Linked DNA regions of Mus musculus: all the other regions are linked to region 5. A link is a contact called in public ChIA-PET, HiChIP or PLAC-seq and promoter capture Hi-C data. All regions are on one chromosome and are shown on one strand. The core of a region is the stretch at or near the end of the contact, and the rest is flanking DNA. Distances in the headings are between cores, read along the strand shown. Region 1 overlaps Dip2b (disco interacting protein 2 homolog B). Region 2 holds the start of Bin2 (bridging integrator 2). Region 3 overlaps Atf1 (activating transcription factor 1). Region 4 overlaps Dip2b (disco interacting protein 2 homolog B). Region 5 holds the start of Slc11a2 (solute carrier family 11 (proton-coupled divalent metal ion transporters), member 2).

Region 1 (3,715 bases), core at 1,067-3,566, 240 kb after region 5:
GATAAGCACCAGGAAGCGCCTGGGTCGGGCCAGTGGAGTGGCTATGGGTGCTTGGGGGAGCGCCTCCCTGGGGAGTGGACACTGGAGCAGAGACCTGAAGGAGGTGAGGACGCGAGCCACGCGAAGATCTGGAGGAAGAGGATTCCGGACAGAAGGAACGGAAAGCGGGAAGGTTCTGAGGTAGGGACGAGCTTGGCAGGTTTGAGGAACAGCGAGAAGGCCAGTGTGCCTGGAGCAGAGTGGTGAAGCAGAGAGTGGAGCGAGTCAGACGCGGGCAGGCGAGGGAGACCAAGAGAGGGAGGGGATGGAAGTGGACCTGAGGGAGGTCTCCGCTCAAATGTCCCCTTACTAGTGAGGCGTTCCCAGACCACCTCCTGTGTTCACTCCACAGCACTCAGACCCTCTCACGTGCCATCTATGTTACTGTTTGCCTGACTTCAGTGTTTGTCACAAGAATAGAAGGCACACACATAGCTTGTTTTGTTCACTGCCAAAGTACCCCCAAAAGCAGTACACCCAGTGAGGATTTGTTGACTGAATGCACGAGGACTGAAACAACTGAGAGCCAATGATGCCGGCTTGCCTGCCCCCTGGGATGCTAACTGTGCTAGGTACCATGCTGTGCACTGCGGATGTGGCTACAAGCACAGACTGTGGGTCTCTGCCCACGAAGCTCCATGCCTGGGAAGCCACATCATGACAGAAAACCACACGATGCAGGAGCTGGTGTTTTCTGTGACGTCTTTAGATGTTCCCTTCGTACATAACTACGGTCAGGACAGGAGGGAGAAGGTGGCATAGGCTCCAAGCACAGCATACATGTGTATGAAGGTGCTCTTGTGTAAAAACAAAGTGGAAATCATCCTAACAGACACCGTCTACAACTGCTGGGCTCGCTTTCCTTGCATTAGTAAGCACAGGAGAAGGCCTGCCCTTGTTTACAGAACCTACAATTCCAGCACTTAGCTGCCATGTCAGTCTCCACATAGAAAACACAACACTTCAGTTAGAAATGAGAGAAAGATTCTTAGGTCTGCTCTCGCAGAGTGGCAGCCACCTATATTGGCCTGGACAGCACAATCTCTGAAGAAGGTCATGTTTTTTATCTTGGAATTCTCCTCAGTCTTCAGAATCAACAATCATTGACAGACTCTGAGACTGCTCACATTTCATGCCTCAGCTGCAGGACGGGTATTTAAAGCTGGGCTTTGTCACTCTAAGCTAGACCAGCCCAAGCACCTGGAAGAACCACAGAGCGCAGCTCAGATCACCCCAGAGTGGTGACACGGATCTCAGAGCACTCACCTTCCTCGATAGACGGTCTTTATGGACTCCACAGCCAATCCAGTAGCAACAATGTCATCGGCGTTATGTCTTCGGCCGCTGACCATGAGTAATCCATCCATTTTTCCAACCACGAACACCAAGCTACCCTGAAAGTTAGCAATGATTCACCTTCATTTCCATAGTTTAAAGGGTAAAACAGACACCTTACATTTCCTGTTTTCATGAAAATGTCACTAAACAAAACCAAACCAAACACTAAGAAACGTACCTGTGAAACATGTACACAGTTCAACTCCCAACACCACAAAAAACGTGTTTATACGAAAGAAAATAATGTCATAGTTTATGGGATTTATTATTATTTTTCTTTAGAATTAGTAAAAAAGCACATCTTAAAGCCACCAAGTCTTTAAAAGGCTCGATCTGTGTGCATGTGTGTGGGCACAGGCAGGCCACTGCCCGCTGTGACTCAGAGGACAACTTGCAGGAACTGTCCTCTCCTTCCACCCAATGGGTCCCAGGGACGCCTCTACCTGCTGAGCATCTGGCTAGCACCCACTGAGGTCTTACCGTCTATAAGAGATTAATCCGTTCCTATTTATTCTTAGGGGAAATCTCACTCTCACAGGGGAGAAACTGTGCTCACACACAGAGTTCCCTTTTCCAGCCACAGGTGTGCATTAGCTCTTCTGTAGTTGGCACAGGGTGAATACCAGGGAGAGAAATGTTACTTTATTGCTCCTGGAGCTAGAGAGAGCCAACGGTTTTAGTGTGTGAATAGTTGCTTTGAGCTCGCAAGGGTAACACTGTCTCCATTGGCAAGATCAGAAACACATACCCAAGAAGGTCTAAGAACCCTGCAGATTTTTGGACAACAGAGCAGCAGGCCCCTGGGTCCATTGGCCCTTCGCATGTCCTCTCGAGTTGGCAGTTACCTCCACAAGCATGTCACTCTTGCTGAGCACAGTGTAGTGCCACACAATGACTGGGCTAAGCCAGAAAAACAGAATGTCAATGCACAGGAAGCTGCTGGTCTACCCACAGTGCCAGAGGAAGCCAGCCAACTCCACAACGCCAGAGCCAGAGGGGACACACTTCTAACAGTCTGCTGGTGGTAAATGGAGAGAGAGGCGGCTAAGGGAATGTCCTGGTCCTGCAGAGGACATGAGTGTGGCTGCCAGCACAAAGTCTGGTGGCTCACAGCTCCTTTAACTCCAACACTGCTATGCATGTAGACTTGCATATACATTTAACATAATAGAAACAAATCCTTAAAAAAGAGAGAGAGAAGGGATGCCTGCTTCTCCAAATCTTTCACAGTGAGGCTGTTTAGCTGACATGGTATTTCCATCTTCATCTTCCTTGCAGCTAGATCTGACCATGGGACTGGTTCAGGCCAGACACAACCAGACCCTTTACATGGGGTTCAGGGGATCATTCATAGAGAGCGGACAACAGTCTATCTGTTTCAGACTGACGGTTGGAGCTGGGTCCTGGACCTCAATAGCAGTGCAGCAAGCTCGCTCAAGATTTGGGCTCTTGAGACAGCTGAAGCTGCACTGCAGTGTTAAGGGCTCAGTGTCACATGCTCTTACATGAGCTGAGCGCTAGGAGGAGGAAGAGGAGAAGGAGGAGGAGGAGATGGGCAGGAAGGAGCCATCGACAGATGGAGGGTATGAGTTGACAGGATAGTGACTACCCCATGGCTCGCCACTGCCCTACCCACTGGCCATCAGAGCCTGGCTCTCTGCTGCCTTTGTGTCCTGCTCAGGCTCAGTATGTGCCTTGAGAACAGGCTTTTGGGTCCTTGTCTCTCTAGACCACTACCATGAATAACACTTGCCAGGTAACGAACTGTTTTCTAAGAATTTACAATGACCCAGGGTGGGCACTGCTGAGAATCCTTAAGAAAACACTCTCATGCCCGGCGTGGTGGCACACACCTTTAATCCCAGCACTCAGGAGGCAGAGGCAGGCGGATTTCTGAGTTCGAGTCCAGCCTGGTTTACAAAGTGAGTTCCAGGACAGCCAGGGCTACACAGAGAAACTCTGTCTCGAAAAACCAAAAAAAAAAAAAAAAAAAAAAGAAAAGAAAAGAAAACACTCTCAGCTAATGGATGGATCACAGGGCTCCCAATGGAGGAGCTAGAGAAAGTAGCCAAGGAGCTAAAGGGATCTGCAACCCTATAGGTGGAACAACATTATGAACTAACCAGTACCCCGGAGCTCTTGACTCTAGCTGCATATGTATCAAAAGATGGCCTAGTCGGCCATCACTGGAAAGAGAGGCCCATTGGACACGCAAACTTTATATGCCCCAGTACAGGGGAACGCCAGGGCCAAAAAGGGGGAGTGGGGGTGGGTGGGTATGGGGGACTTTTGGTATAGCATTGGAAATGTAAATGAGCTAAATACCTAATAAAAAATG
Region 2 (3,719 bases), core at 470-2,969, 250 kb before region 5:
TGAGCCATCTCTCCAGCCCCCACCTCTATAAATGAACTGCATACCTTACAGATCATGGGATTGCCAATCTACCTCCAAAGTAAGCGCCTGGAGATCAGAGTCGTCTTTCCTGCCTGGCTTCCTGGTGTATGCCTGGTACACCGCTGACCTTTAGTGCATCGTCTGTTTAGATGAAAGAAACAGAAAACAAAAGCAGGCAGTTTTGTGGCAGACCTCCAGCTTCTTTCTGCCTTCTCCCACAGGAAGCCTGTTGTGACCTCTTTCTTTCCTTGAGGGAATTTTACCAGCTTGCTAAGATTCTGGAATAAATGTTTCCCCAAACCTAGTATCCCTATTTTCTGGCTATCCTTTCTCAGTGGTCAGGTGTAAGTTCATTGGAAGACCGGTTTCCTAGAGAAACCAGATTTGTAATCTCTGTAGCCCCACTCCAGTTTGTATAATCTGTGACTAAATTCACACTGTGTCCATATAATGCTCCATGCTTTGCCTGGAGAGTCTTGTTCTCCTCTGTCCAGTTCAGGCCTCTCCCCTCCTCTCCTCCTTAGCATATTATGAATGGCACCCTGTCTCCTGAGGACCCCATCTCTCCAGTCTTTCTCCCCTTCCAATCCAGATCTGGATTATGCTCACCTTCTGCACTCTGTCCCCACAATTCCCAGGCTTAGAACTGGTTAAGCTGCCATCCAGGCTGAGCCATGGTCACTCAGCATCAATACCCTGCAGCTGGTAGGTGGTCTCTGGTCCATTAAACGTCCTCACTGGATGAAACTGGGCCTTTTGGTTTTTACTTTTTTTTTTTTCATTTCATTTCATTTTATTTTATTTATATAGAGTACACTGTAGCTGTCTTTAGACACACCAGAAGAGGGCATCAGATCCCATTACAGATGTCTATGAGCCACCATGTGGTTGCTAGGAATTGAACTCAGGACCTCTGGAAGAACAACCGGTGCTCTTAACGGCTGAGCCATCTCTCCAGCCCAAACTCAGTCTTTTGTGTCTCCTCACTTTCTAATGCTGTTCGGGTATGGAACCAATGAGTCACGGTCCACATTCAAAGAGCCCGTTCAAGGGTGGGGGCGGGGGAGGGGAGGGGAATCTTTCTCTACTGCAGGGGCAGCATTTCCAAGCTGGTTTTAAGAGTGTGTGCGCACCAAAATCCACCCTGAACAACCCGTTCTCTGCCAACTTCTCAGAACCAGCTTAGCTGCTCTCCCAGCTCCAGATGCCTCTGTGGACCCCATCCTGGTGACCAGTGGTCTTTCCAGGGAGCTGGGCAGTGAGGGGGCCCCAGTAGTTCTCTCGGGGAGCTGAACAATGATGGGGTTCCAATGGTCCTCCTGGGGATCTGGACCATGATGGGGTCCTAGTCGTCCTCCTGGGGACATGGACAGTGATGGGACCCCAATGGTCCACCTGGGGAGTTGGACAGTGATGGGGCTTCAGTGGTACACCTGGAGTATTGGGCAGTGATGGAGTCCCAAGGTCCTCCCGTGATGGCCAGTGGTGGGCTGCAGTGGTCCTCTCGGGAATCTGGGTAGTGATGGGTTTCCAATGGTCCTCGAGAGGTGGCATTGGGTGGTCCAGGCCGACCACGCCCCAGCAGGAGGCTGTAAGGGTGTGAAGGCCCGCCCTCTGAGCATCACGCAAGGCATGCTGGGAGGACGCACTTCCTCTCAGGGGCCTCTAGAAACCACAGGTCCAGGCTGCGCCCCCGCAGCCGGCAGGATGGCAGAGGGCAAGGCGGGCGGAGCGGCTGGCCTCTTCGCCAAGCAGATGCAGAAGAAGTTCAGCAGGGCCCAGGAGAAGGTAGGCAGCCTGAGGAGAAAGGGTCCTGCTGCCCCAGAACGGGCGGGGAATGGGTGTCCACGAACATTGGCCGACGTGGGAGAGAAGGGAGCAGCTGAGGAGACAGCTGTTTCGCAGGAGCCTTCGGCAACCCTCAGCCTGACCCAGAAAAGGCGACAGGAAGGAACGAATGGTGGTGGTCAACTTTGTCACAGATTTTGTCCTAGCGCAAAGGCAAGGGTGGCTGGCTGGCGTCTCTCAGGTGATGAATGAGTTGGAAGATACTTGTCCCCAAAGTAAGAGACAGCGGCTGCGGTGGCAGTGAGTCGCCCCACTTAATTTGACTTGGGGGATTCACTGAGGACCAGGACACTGCACAGTTCTCCACACTTGAGTGTTGTTTAAACTGGTGTAAACGGAGGCGGGTGGATAGAAAACGCAAGGCATCCGAGGCTATATTACTGAGTTTAAGACCAGCCTGAGCTACTCTTTACCTCGGGGTGAGCGGGGAGCTCGTGTGTCCAGTAGCCAGCCCCAGTTTCTTACATCTATTCTTTTGCCTTGATGGTGATCCACAGCCTCTGGGTGTCCTTCCCATAATTTGCCAGTCCATTCAAATGATGGGCACACGCCTTTAATCCCAGCCCTCGGGAGGCAGAGGCAGGAGGATCTCTGTGAGCTCAAGATCTGCCTGGTTTACACAGAGACTTCCAGGACAGCCTAGACTACATAGACCCTGTCTCCAAAAAAAAAAAAAAAAAAAAAAAGGGAAAATGGATTATGGAGACACTCTTCACGCTGTTTATTTTATTTGCTTGGTTGTTTTGTTTTTTTGAGACAGGGTCTTACCGTGTTGACTGGGCTGGTCTTGTATTCAAGGTGAGATCTCTAGCTAAGGTCATAGGTATGAACCCCATTCTTACCACCCTTCACATGTTTTTGAGACAGTTTCTTGTACCCCCACCCCCAAACTCACTTTGACCTTGAACTTCTGGTCTCCCGTCTCTCTCTATCTTCTGGGTTGCAAGCATGTGTCATCACATCTCTTAGATGCTGAAGGTTGTACCTACAGCTTCTGGTTGAGGAAACCAGGCACCCTGCCAACTGAGCTCCGTCCCAGCCCCTTCCCTACACACTTAAAAGGCATTGTGATGTTACCTGTCCAGAGTCTTCCTTTGCCTAGCCACCATCTACCCACACTGTAGTAGAAGAGACATGGGCTAAAAGGAGAGGGTTCATGAACTTGAGGCTGTAAAGTACCTAGCACACTTAGCAATGGAAAGATTTGTATTCCCTTGTAAAGGTGGTGCAGAGGCCATTGGAGTAGATCAAGGGCACCCAGCTCCCCCCACATGGGGTTCACATTACTGACGGGGTACAGATGTATGAGGTCCTTGGTGTAAAGGACCACAGGGGAAGGGAGGGGCTCTGTATTCTTCAGTCTTTTAAGATCGTGTGAAAGACAAGAGGAAAATAAAAGTTGTGTGCGCAGCCTTTGTTACTTTTCCTACCTGAACTTTGCCTCTCTGGAGTCTAACAAGACATCTGATAGATCTGAAGGCAGTGCTTATGGGAAGGTCTAGCTATAAATAGGGGGACTGGACAGGACAGGGAACTCACCTAGAGAAAGCTACACTGTGGCTAAAGAAACACAAGACAAAAGACAAAAAAAATAGGAACCAGAAATTTCGTGTATTGAGGGCTGGCAGGTGTGGCTCAGTGTTGGAGCAGGTACCTAGCCGCAGGCAGTCCTGGGTACCACAAAAGAAAACATTTTAAATGAAAACTGGAGCGTATCAGTTTTTTTTTTTTTTTTTTTTTTTTTTTGCTTTCTTCCTCTGGCCTTTTGTCAACGTGAGGCCTTTGGAGTCAGAGTCATCTAAGCCTCCTTGTCTCCTGTAAGCCTGGACTCCACAACTTGCCATAAATAA
Region 3 (3,356 bases), core at 343-2,842, 170 kb after region 5:
AGACCCATGGAAGAGGAGGAGGAGGTAGTGTAACTCCATGGAAACTGTCTTCAGACACAGCAGGACCGATGCTCACATGAACGAATGGCGACAGTGTGCACAAGACCAGCACAATCCAAACCAGCAAAAATCTCAACTCAGAAGGGGAAGAGGACAGACTCCCAACCATGACGCTCTGTGCAGCAATGCTGGGAAAGGGAGACCCACTGTGTATCAACTGCACTCCACTCAGAACAGGCCGCTCATGGATCTCTCTCTCTGACATTAAAGGCGTGCACACAACCTCCACATAACTTCCTTTTTTTGCTTGTTTTTGTATAGAAAGAGAGACCACAAACACACATAACATTGGGACATGGAGTTTAGTATCTGTTGACTGTTTGAGATGTTTACAATAATCAACCTGCACTTGGTGGTGCACACCCTTAATCCCAGAGGCAGAGACAGGCGGATCTGTGAAGTTCCATGCCAATCAGAGATACACAGTGAAACCCTGTTTCAAAAAACCAAAAATAAGTAGCACAGGTATCTATAGAGCCCCAAGCCATACCGTTAAGCCTTGGGGGTTGGGGAGTCCTTTTGTTTAGCGCTTATCATTATGATATTCTTGAGGCTAGCTACATTTTATGTCAGTCACACACTGAAGAGGAACAGACCGGAGCACCTCCGGAGGTGCAAGGCCCTTGGACAGCTATAAAGTGTCCTTCCTCGGCAGGAAAGATGGCTGTTCTCAAGGGTCTTTCACTCAAAGAACAAAGGGCCTTTCCAACTTCCAATACTATAGCCATCATGGAAGAGAAGCCACACTTCTCAGAGTTCAAGGCCAGGGTGGCTGGATGGCCCGGGTTGCCAAGCCTGACGACTGGAGTCTAAACCAGGAATCCACATGGTTAATGGAGAACCGTCAGCCTGCAGGTGTCCTCTGACAGTCACATGCATGCCATATCCCAGAATGCAGTGCTCATTCCATTCTCAATGTCAAACTATTAAACACTCAGAGTATAAACATCAGAACATAGAATATCTATGCGCTCGCTTCATACCAGGAATCAATAGATGGTAATGGTACAACATACTACTTCAGATTAACTCCTGTCCTACACTTGGGTGCTGTCATTCCCTGTGCTAGGTTCTCTTATTTCTTTCCCTTCTGTGGCACTGGGGATCAAACCCAGGGCCTTGGTACATACAGATAAATGCTCTACGTTGACATATGTCCCCAGTTCCCTATTTTGTTATCAAGCCACCAAATGAGTCGTTGTTATTGTTGTAAGAAGCCGACAGTAACAAGTAAACACTCATCTTTTGGGGAAGCACAGGGACACCAAACCCCAGGTCTTGCACATGCTAGGCAAGTCTTAGTAATGACATTAACCACTGGTATCCTAGTTAGGGTTTCGCTGTCGTGAAGACACCATGACCAAGGCAACTCTTGTAAGAACAACATTAAATTGGGGTTGGCTTTACAGGTACAGAAATTTAATCCATTATTATGGCTCTAGAGGGGCTAAGAGCCCTTGTTCCGAAGGTAGCTGGAAGACTGACTTCCAGGAAGCTAAGAGGAAGGTCTCAAAGCCCATCCCACAGTGACAGACTTCCTCCATCAAGGCCACACCTACACAAACAAGGCCACACATGCTAATAGTGTAGCTCCCAGGGCCATGCATATTCAAACCACAACTGGGGTACATTCCTAAGTACAGAATTCTAGGCTGAAAGGTAGATCTCAGTCCATTAATGTCTAATGGTACTGTTCAAAACATCTGTTGTTAGCTTAACAGTCATTCCTTTCTAAATACTTTCTCACTTTTGGAAGCTTTTTAAAATCTAACACTTATCTGGGCTGGGAGCACAGCTAGCTCAGCAACAGCCGCCTAGTGTGCTGGCCAGTGGACAAGATGTAGCTCATGTAGACGCATAGACGCACGCCTCCCATCCTCTCCTTCCTCCTATTTACCTTTGTGCTCATCCTGGGTAGTTTACTTGGATTCTCTGATTCCCCCATTCTTCAATCACATCTAAACTGTTGTAAAGGACCTACCTATCTTTCTAGGTTTGTTCATTTTCAAAGTCCTCCCAGTCTTCTGTTCCAGTGGTAGGGTCTCTGTATCTTTCCTGATTTAAACCAGACATAGAGTCCCTGCTAATTTCATGATCTGGGTTCTTTAGGGAGCTTATACTACATCTGTTGCTGTCTGCTAATACATTATTTCTTTTAGCTTTTTTAGCTTTCAGTTGAATTCTTTAGGGTTCCCCACACACAATTGTTGATTTGTTAAAACAAAAGGGTGATATCCTCTGAAGCACCGTGTGTTAATTACATCAGGTTCCATTGTAAACTTGTGCTTTGGAGCCCAGAGCAGGGAATGAAGGAACTGGGGAAGGCCCGTAGGCAGAGCGCTAGGATGCAGCCCCTTTGCTATGTTGTGTACTATGAGGGTCTCATCCTACAACACGCTCCCGATGAACATAGACTTTACACAGGCACAAAACCAATGGAGCCAAACCAGTCAAATGGAACCAAATCAATCTTTCCTATTTAAAATGGCATTAAAGATGGCAGTTATTGCAGCCTAGGGATGGCCCAGTGGTTAAGATCACTTTTGCAGAGGACCTGCGTTTGTTTTTCAGTGCCCTTGTCGGGCAACTCATAAGCACCAGCTCCAGGGCATGTAAGCCTCTTCCAGCCTCTGTGGGCACTGTACTCATGCACACACCCTAACACATGCACACAATCAAAACTATAGAAAACAAACCCTTTCAAAACTACACAAAGATAACAACACACCTGTCCACTGTTGATTCAATCAAAATTCCGAGTACCTAGCTCCATATCGTCTTTAACTGACAGACTTCTGCGGCTGGGGTTTTTGCTACTTTGTGCTGTTGGATTTTTCTGTTAATTCTACTTTCCTAGCGGGGCTGTCTGTCTGGACTGAAGAATGAGTCAGACTCAGGTGACTCCTAGTGAACCATTCCCTAATGAATAAAGGAATCAATCACTGGGTGAGAAGGCGGGACTTCCGGGTTGGACGTAGGAAAAGAGTTAGGGTCATTTTGGACAGGAATATCTTAAGGACAAGATGTAGCTGCTTAGTGTCTCCTGGTTTCAACAGTGGATCTGCCAGGATTCGCCACAGGAGGATTTAGATTTTATATGGCTTGCAAGATTAGGATTCTAGTTGTTGCGCCCAGAGATTGGGTTACCATTGTTTCTGAACTAAGTCTGTGTGGCAGTTTCCTTCACCAGGCGGGTCGACTAGGTTCGAGAGAGAAAAGTACAGAGGTTAAGAGTGGGTTTGCCAGATGTGCACCACAAAGGCCATGGGGGATTTGAAGCATGGAGCTGGTGTGGT
Region 4 (3,294 bases), core at 586-3,085, 220 kb after region 5:
GATTTAAACAATCTGGAGATAAGTGCACATCTGGTCTTCATGCATCTGAAACCATCCATTAAGGAAAGCCTATGGGCTTTTCTCTAAGCTTGACTGGACTCTTCTCTCAGGCTTCAGCCCTCTTCCTCCATCCCAGCCTTCCCCAGCAGCTAGCAGAATAGAATACCTTTCCAGATTCAGAAAGCAGGAGGCTCTGGGGGGCACCCCGTTCCACAAGACGGACCCTGTAGAGAAACAGGGGTTAATGTCTAGTCTTTATAAAATGGGGTTCACTACTGCAGCTACCTCCTCAGGATGTCTAACTGGCACCTCTGCTCCCAAAGTGGGCTTCTCACACTCCACACACTTGATGCTCTGGGTCAGTTTACTAGGTTTCAACAGCAGCTCCCACTGTAACAACCTGTTCCCAGGAGTCGAGAGGCGAGCCTCTCCAGGGAAGGAGACCTGCCGTCAGGCCACCAGATATGTCAGCAGGTGGAGTGCTGCTGCTTAACCGTGACACCAAGTACTGTGACTCATGTCCATGACTCCGGTGCTGGGAGGCAGAGACAGGGGAGTCTACGAGGCTGCCCAGAGAGCAATCTTCTCAGAATTGGCAAGCCACAGGTCTCAGAGATTGACCCTGTCCCAGAAAACAAGGTGGATGGTCCCTGAGGAACCAAGTAACACCACCTAGGGTAGTTTTCTGGTGCGCACATATGCACGCATGCTCACACACACACACCCAGCACGAGTGTGGCCTGGGGTCTCTGCCTAGGCACACTGGGGACTAGCCACCAGCCTAATGTGCAAAGGGCTCCGTATCTCAGCATCACGCTGTGGGACAAAACTTAAAATCTCAGTGAGAGAAAAAGCGGCTTCACAAACTATGGACTCAGATTAAGTGTTGTGTCAAAGCCCTGTCCTGGCCTCACGTCTGCCTCATTTTTTTGAACTGCAGAACAAAGACACTATCTATTGTTTGTTTTCTTTTGTTTTTGTTTTTGTTTTTGAGACAGGGTCTCCCTGTATAGCTCTGGCTATCCTGGAACTCAGAGATCCGCCTGCTTGAGTGCTACAGTTAAAGGCGTGCGCCCCACACGCAGCCCCACAAAAGTATATACATTTATAGCTAGAAACTAAGATTACATTTTAATTATAGAACAATACAGCAAGCCAGGCATGATTCCTCATGCCTATAATCTAGCAGAATCAGAGGCAGGAGGATGGCTGTAAGTTTTAGGCCAGCTCAGACTATATAACAAACTGGGGTTTCAAATCCTACTCCACCTCTTGGGTGATGAAAAACCAACCAAGGCCTAAAGCTAATGTCAATGAAGCAACTGTGAGAACTGAAGCTTTTTTTTCATAAACAAAATTCCTATTATTTACTAATGACAGACATGAGACCTTCCCCTTCCTGCATCACCCCTCAAGATGTAAACAAGAGCAGGACAGGGGTGCTGATGTTGAGGTCAAGCTCTGTGCTCACCATACCTGTCATGTCTCAGCGACTTCAGATCCACATACACAGTTGTTGGATCCGGCCCTGAGGTTCCCTAAAGAAGAACAAACCAGCACACTGTTTATTTAAAGCCTGAACGAGCTGTCTCTCTTCCACAAATGGGAAATGTCTGCTGTCGGAGAGCTCATTCTCACTTTCTCTTTAACCAAGTGAGCCATAAAAGGGGGAGCGGGGAGGAGCCTTGGGCCTGGCAACCTCTTGGCTATCTCTGCAGCAATGAAGCAGTACCAAGCCTGGGGAGTGGGTTTGGGTAGTTCCCTACCCAGGGCTCAGAGCAGGGGCTGATGAGAGCAAGGGGCAGGATGGGACTCTACAGGGAAGTATGATGACATTTCCTGCAAGCCTCTTGACCTGGGTCACTGGAGACCAGAGTCTTAGTCACCCTCTCTTCCCCTTGGCTATGCATGCATGCACTTGCCTCATGAGCTGCCAAGCACATAAAGTCAGACTGTTCTAGATCTACCCAGAACAACATGGCAAAAGATGCAGCTTTATTTTTAGAAGGCAAAATATGGGGGACAAGAAGGATGTATATTAATTAATTAATGACATTAAAATAGGACTCAGGGGGCTGGAGAGATGGCTCAGAGGTTAAGGGCACTGACTGCTCTTCCGAAGGTCCTGAGTTCAAATCCCAGCAACCAAATGGTGGCTCAAAACCATCAGTACAGCTACAGTGTACTCATATACATAAAATAAATACATCTTTAAAAAAAAAAAAGGGACTCAGGGAGGTTCCTGGAGCACTCTGTACTAGGAGAGAGTATCACATGGAGGCCACTGGCTTGCTCTTGTCTGAGTGCTTCCCTAGTAATCCGCTGACCTGTAGGCCAACCCTGGGCAAACAAAGGCATCATTTTATAGATGAACATAGGAGATGCAGCAGGCAAGATAAAAAGCCTAAATCTCCACAGTGACCCAGCAGAACCAGTCTCAGGCAGAGCAGCATGGCCTTGAAGACACTACAAGGCCTCACAGTCTACTCAGGGGGTCAGAAGACTGAGGCAGGGAGACTGCTGTGAGTTCATGGTCAGGCAACTCTGTCTCAAAGACCCAGCAGCAGCAACAAGAACTTCATGGTGCTGGAGCTGGTCTGGAACTGCTTGTTTTCAAAATGCTAAACATTGGATCTGGTTGCAGTCAAAACCAGCACTTTCCCCCATACACCAAATGATGTGTAAACTTTGCTTGTTTTTAGTCTCTGACTGATTAAACAAAAGTGGCTGACAGCCAATTACTTGGAGAATAGAGTAGACAAGGCCTTGGTTCCTAGGCTTAGGGGTCACAGGTAGGGACCACGAGGGAGGAAGGAGAAAGAAGACAGGAGAGCCAGAGGTCTCCATTAGACAGGATGGACTAGGACATGTGGCCAAGAGAAATGCCTCCTGAGGACAGTCAGATGGAGCAGAAATAACCCAGGTGAGACTCAAACAGTAAATAACTTGGGGAGTCTAGTTGGGAAATGGCCAGTCTAGTGTAAAAAACATCACCCAAGGGGGCTGGAGAGATGGCTCAGGGGTTAAGAGCACAGGCTGGTCTTCCAGAGGCTGTGAGTTCAATTCCCAGCAACCACATGGTGGCTCACATCCATCTGTAATGGGATCTGATGCCCTCTTCTGGTGTGTCTGCAACAGTGTGCTCACATACATTAAATAAATAAATCTTTTAAACAGCAAAATCAAAACATCGCCCAGTAAATATGCTAATGCTGATTAAATAAATCCATGTAACTCTGACTCAATTACTGTGGGACTCGTAGGGTCATAATAAGAACTAATAGAATTATTAAA
Region 5 (3,433 bases), core at 621-3,120:
TGTTCGTTCTTAGGTAAGTACACCAGTTGTTTCCAGGAGGCAACCCCCCCGCCCCCCTTCTTTCTGTAAGCTTTCTTCCTACTACACAGAAAAACCCCTGCCCTGGATTTCTGTTTTGCTGCCTCGGGACTTTTTCTTTTCTGTCGGGTACTAAGTTCTGGTTCTGCCCATTTTGCTCCCCTGCCTGGAGATCACTGATTGACTAGCTAATGGCCGCCCTTGGCTCCTTCAGATCTGGAGGGAGAGACCAGGTGGCGTTTTCACCTTTACTTTGAAGTCTTATAATCACTTCAGTGTGGCACGTACTGAGTGGAAAATGGATGTGGGCTGTCAAGGCTTCGGGTTAATTGGTTCCACCTCCCTTCTCACAGGGACAGAGTCCTCTGCTCATCTACAGTGGAGTGAGTCCCTGAACCCCAGCTTCAACTCCCAGGGGAGTGGCCTCCAGACAAAAGGCTTTACTACATTACCGCCAGGGCACCCACTGCCCGCCTCCACGTCCTGCCCTGCCGAATGGCACATAAATGAAATCTCAGAAGAAAACTTTTAACTCAATTAATTTTTACTAATAACTAGGAGTGGCAGAAATACAATTCCTCCTTCTCATGGCCGGTCAAAGATGAAATTTGATTATGCTTTGAAGGGTGCGGTTTGAAATTTTTCCCTCAGTGTTGACCTACCTTAAGTGTTCTCTCTAGCCAAGGGGAGGCGTACTCCTCTGCATATATAGAGGCTGCGCTGCTCTGAAAAGCCAAACCAGTCCTGCACCATGGGGAAGAAGCAGCCAAGGGCGGCAGCAGCTGCTCCCAACTGTGAGCTAAGTAAGTGGCCACAGCCCAGGGACGCTGGCCAGCCGAGGAGCACACCTGGACGCTGACACAAACAGATCTCGCCCCTTTCTTTTCTAGATGCAGCGGAAGGTCCCAGAAGAAAGGTTCTGGGCTCGAAGGCATTTAAGAAGCCTTTCTCCAACGCCACGGATGAGCTGGAGAGGCGGCCAAGATTAATTTGTAGTTTCTCTTCTTTCAGGTGACGATTCTGTATGAAGAGCAGCAGCCCCAGCCAGGGGCCTTTCTGTTTGCTTTTGCTGTCATTTTTTTTTTTTTTTTAAAGTTTCCATCTTTAGGGTTTACCCTTTCTTCCTATCTCCGTTCTTACCAAATAATGAACATTTCTCCCGGCAGTTTCTATATGAAGAAAACAGGGCTGTCATCTATACTGTTGTAGGGGAAATCGAGAAGTCCTTTTCGGTGGCAACTTGGGGCGGGGGGTTGTCAGGTCATAAAACTGCGAAGAGGTGAGGCTGAGGCCGGGGATGGAGTGGGACTGTTTTGGGGGCAGGCAGGATAAAATGTGTGGAGAAGAGACAGAGCCAGGTGGGATCACTGTGAGTCTTGGGAGTAGGACGACGGGTGCAGCCGAACTGGCTCCACTGGTCGAAGTTTCTCGGTTCCTCCCAGGCGTGGGGTGTTCTTGGCGCGTCAGTGGGCACCGAGCAGTGGCTCAAGAAGCTAATAGGGACTGCCATGGCGCCTTAGGATCGAGTGTAGCTGTTTCTCGGAGTTATCATCTCTTAGGAGGAAAAAGGCGTGTAGCTGCCTAAAAGGAAGTGGCGGGAACTATGACAAAAATGTATATGTCCCGAGCATTCCGGGGATGGGAGTTGCCAATATAAGAACGCCGAAGGTTTGAACTGCGAGGACCGTGGCGCGCCCGGCGGAATCACGCCTCCGGATCAGCCCCGCCCCCGCTCAGGCCCCGCCCCCAGGCAGCTCGGATGGGCGGAGCCTCCGTTCCCGGTCCGCCGGCCACGCAATCCCGCAGCTGCAGGAGTCCAGCCAATCAGGAGAGGGGGGCTCCCGCCCGGCCGGCCAATCACGGGAGGGCAGGAGGTTGACTGGGTCGCCGCTGGCTCCTGGGATATGGAGTCGCCGGCGCGGCGTGTGTGGAGGTGGCGGAGCCGGTAAGCCGGGGTGCTGGCAGGGTCAGGGGTTACGGCGGCCCGCTGTGCGCGGGCGTGCGAGGGGGCTCGGACGGCGACCTACGGGGCTGGAGCAGCCTGCGGGGAGGGCGCAGCGGCGAGCCCGGGGAGGGAACCCGGTATCCCGAGGAGACCGGGAGGGCTCCCGGCTCAGCATAGGCGCCGACGATCACGGGCCTCGGCTCTTCACCGCCACCCGGGACACCGGACCACCCTTCCGCGGCCGGCCGGCCGGGGGGTGCGACCGCAGTGCCCTCCCGGAGCCCCGGGTGCCCTGCAGCGCAGCGCCCTGTCAGCCCAGCGGCTGCGGGAGCTGCGCGGTCTGCCCGAAGGCCTCAGGCCTCGCGGTTGAGTGCTGCTCGGTTGTCCGGCTGTGTGTGCAGCCTGGGACCCTGCGCCTTCCAAGGCCTCGTTCAGGGACACTTGCACGCGATGGATACTCCCCTTCTCAGCGGCGTCCTAGGCCGGGTAGTTTGCAAACTCATTTGTTTGATATTCCACCTTTGGATTCTTTGTCCGTTTCTTGGATACATCATATTTGGAAGGGCATCCTCAGAAGTAGAGTTTCCGCTGTATAAAATGGAGACACTCGGTTATCCCTTGGTTTTCAACGGTGTGATTTAAGGCAGCAAAAGCAAAATATGGGAGAAGAGCTGGTGAGGGCCGGTGGGCATCCGAGAGCTTCCATGTGACCCGTGGGGAAACCACGGGAAACTGTCCACGTTGTCCACCGTGGCATTCTCCACCCTGACCAAGTCTCCTTACTTCTTGGCTGTGTTAACTTTTGGTTCAGGCTCCTTAAGCTTTCCTGCGGTCCACACTTAAAGGTGGGGTGGGGGGATGGGGTGGTGGTGGTGGTGGTGGTGAAGGTTGGGTCTGTCAGGGCTGTTGGTGTTGTTAGTTAATACAGGTAAAGTGCTTAGGGCAGTCTCCTGCTGACCGGTATTTTTTTTTTTTAAATTACTGCTTGCTTGTGCCTGCTGTTTCCTTAAAGACTTTAACCTTCTCAGTAGTCTTTGCCCTGAGTCCCCTGGGCTATTGCCAAAGGTCCTCCAGGCAAGGCTTTCTAGCCATACTGTTAGTCTGCAAGTGCATCTAATTACAGGTGAAGAGATGCAAGGTGCTGACAGTACCTTCTTACTCTTTGTCTTTTTGAGACTAGATCTGGCTACCTCTCGTTAACTGGCCTTGAACTTGCAGTGTAGACCAAATTGTCCTCTAGCTTACAGTGATCCTCCTGCCTCTGCTGAGATCACAGACTTTTACCACTCAAACTTGGCTTCTGCTGAGTTTATTGAATGGGGTGGTTAAGTAACGTTTTAGGCTGTTTCCTGCAGTAGCTCTGCTGGTAAATGTAACATTGAGATTTCACTGGTGTTTTTTGTTAGCTATTTTACTCAGTCTTGCTTGGGCTGAGTTTATTTTGGACACAGACCTAAAAGGCAGATGACT

The links. ChIA-PET counts read pairs in DNA pulled down with a chosen protein or histone mark. HiChIP or PLAC-seq counts read pairs in DNA pulled down with a chosen protein or histone mark. Capture Hi-C pulls out chosen DNA fragments and counts their contacts.
Region 1: a contact with region 5 is called in an RNA polymerase II ChIA-PET map of effector CD8 T cells, with 6 read pairs. The contact joins the enhancer-like site here to the promoter of Slc11a2 in region 5. A contact is called at or near these places in 2 of 39 promoter capture datasets (the 3T3-L1 cell line and hippocampal neurons), 5 of 115 datasets of contacts at active chromatin or transcription factors (effector CD8 T cells, embryonic stem cells, extraembryonic endoderm stem cells and 1 more) and 2 of 9 other capture datasets (adipose tissue and pancreatic islet).
Region 2: a promoter capture Hi-C map of liver shows a contact between it and region 5. The contact joins the promoter of Bin2 here to the promoter of Slc11a2 in region 5. A contact is called at or near these places in 3 of 39 promoter capture datasets (embryonic stem cells, hippocampal neurons and pre-B cells), 2 of 484 Hi-C or Micro-C datasets (CD4 T cells and CD8 T cells), 6 of 115 datasets of contacts at active chromatin or transcription factors (effector CD8 T cells, embryonic stem cells and stem cell-derived neural progenitor cells) and 4 of 9 other capture datasets (adipose tissue, embryonic stem cells, liver and 1 more).
Region 3: an RNA polymerase II HiChIP or PLAC-seq map of embryonic stem cells shows a contact between it and region 5, with 19 times the contacts expected there. The contact joins the enhancer-like site here to the promoter of Slc11a2 in region 5. A contact is called at or near these places in 7 of 39 promoter capture datasets (the 3T3-L1 cell line, cranial neural crest, frontonasal cranial neural crest and 2 more), 4 of 115 datasets of contacts at active chromatin or transcription factors (embryonic stem cells, forebrain and memory CD8 T cells) and 2 of 9 other capture datasets (adipose tissue and liver).
Region 4: a contact with region 5 is called in an H3K4me3 HiChIP or PLAC-seq map of bone marrow-derived macrophages, with 2.6 times the contacts expected there. The contact joins the enhancer-like site here to the promoter of Slc11a2 in region 5. A contact is called at or near these places in 8 of 39 promoter capture datasets (the HPC-7 cell line, cranial neural crest, embryonic stem cells and 4 more), 5 of 115 datasets of contacts at active chromatin or transcription factors (bone marrow-derived macrophages, embryonic forebrain, embryonic stem cells and 2 more) and 2 of 9 other capture datasets (adipose tissue and liver).

What each region holds. Positions count from the first base shown.
Region 1 is chr15:100,179,027-100,182,741 of GRCm38.p6, reverse strand. Dip2b (disco interacting protein 2 homolog B) reads right to left here. Exons shown (of 38, transcript NM_001159361.2): 21 at 1,306-1,433. Among named protein-coding and RNA genes, the nearest start is that of Atf1, 47 kb to the left of the region's middle. Within about 2 kb of position 2,316, at least 68 of the 459 cell types and tissues checked have an H3K27ac peak or open chromatin away from gene starts, as enhancers often do. A contact at or near this core is called in effector CD8 T cells, where this site is marked.
Region 2 is chr15:100,667,503-100,671,221 of GRCm38.p6, reverse strand. It overlaps Bin2 (bridging integrator 2), which reads left to right and starts at 1,719. Exons shown (of 11, transcript NM_001270537.2): 1 at 1,719-1,809. The coding sequence starts at 1,729.
Region 3 is chr15:100,247,132-100,250,487 of GRCm38.p6, reverse strand. The region is part of intron 3 of Atf1 (activating transcription factor 1); the gene reads right to left. Among named protein-coding and RNA genes, the nearest start is that of Atf1, 21 kb to the right of the region's middle. Within about 2 kb of position 1,592, at least 25 of the 459 cell types and tissues checked have an H3K27ac peak or open chromatin away from gene starts, as enhancers often do. A contact at or near this core is called in embryonic stem cells, where this site is marked.
Region 4 is chr15:100,203,327-100,206,620 of GRCm38.p6, reverse strand. It overlaps Dip2b (disco interacting protein 2 homolog B), which reads right to left. Exons shown (of 38, transcript NM_001159361.2): 33 at 1,477-1,538; 34 at 167-224. Among named protein-coding and RNA genes, the nearest start is that of Atf1, 23 kb to the left of the region's middle. Within about 2 kb of position 1,835, at least 88 of the 459 cell types and tissues checked have an H3K27ac peak or open chromatin away from gene starts, as enhancers often do. A contact at or near this core is called in adipose tissue, bone marrow-derived macrophages and liver, where this site is marked.
Region 5 is chr15:100,421,492-100,424,924 of GRCm38.p6, reverse strand. Slc11a2 (solute carrier family 11 (proton-coupled divalent metal ion transporters), member 2) reads left to right here and starts at 1,870. Exons shown (of 17, transcript NM_008732.2): 1 at 1,870-1,963. Gm5475 (predicted gene 5475) reads right to left here and starts at 1,732. Exons shown (of 3, transcript NR_040351.1): 1 at 681-1,732.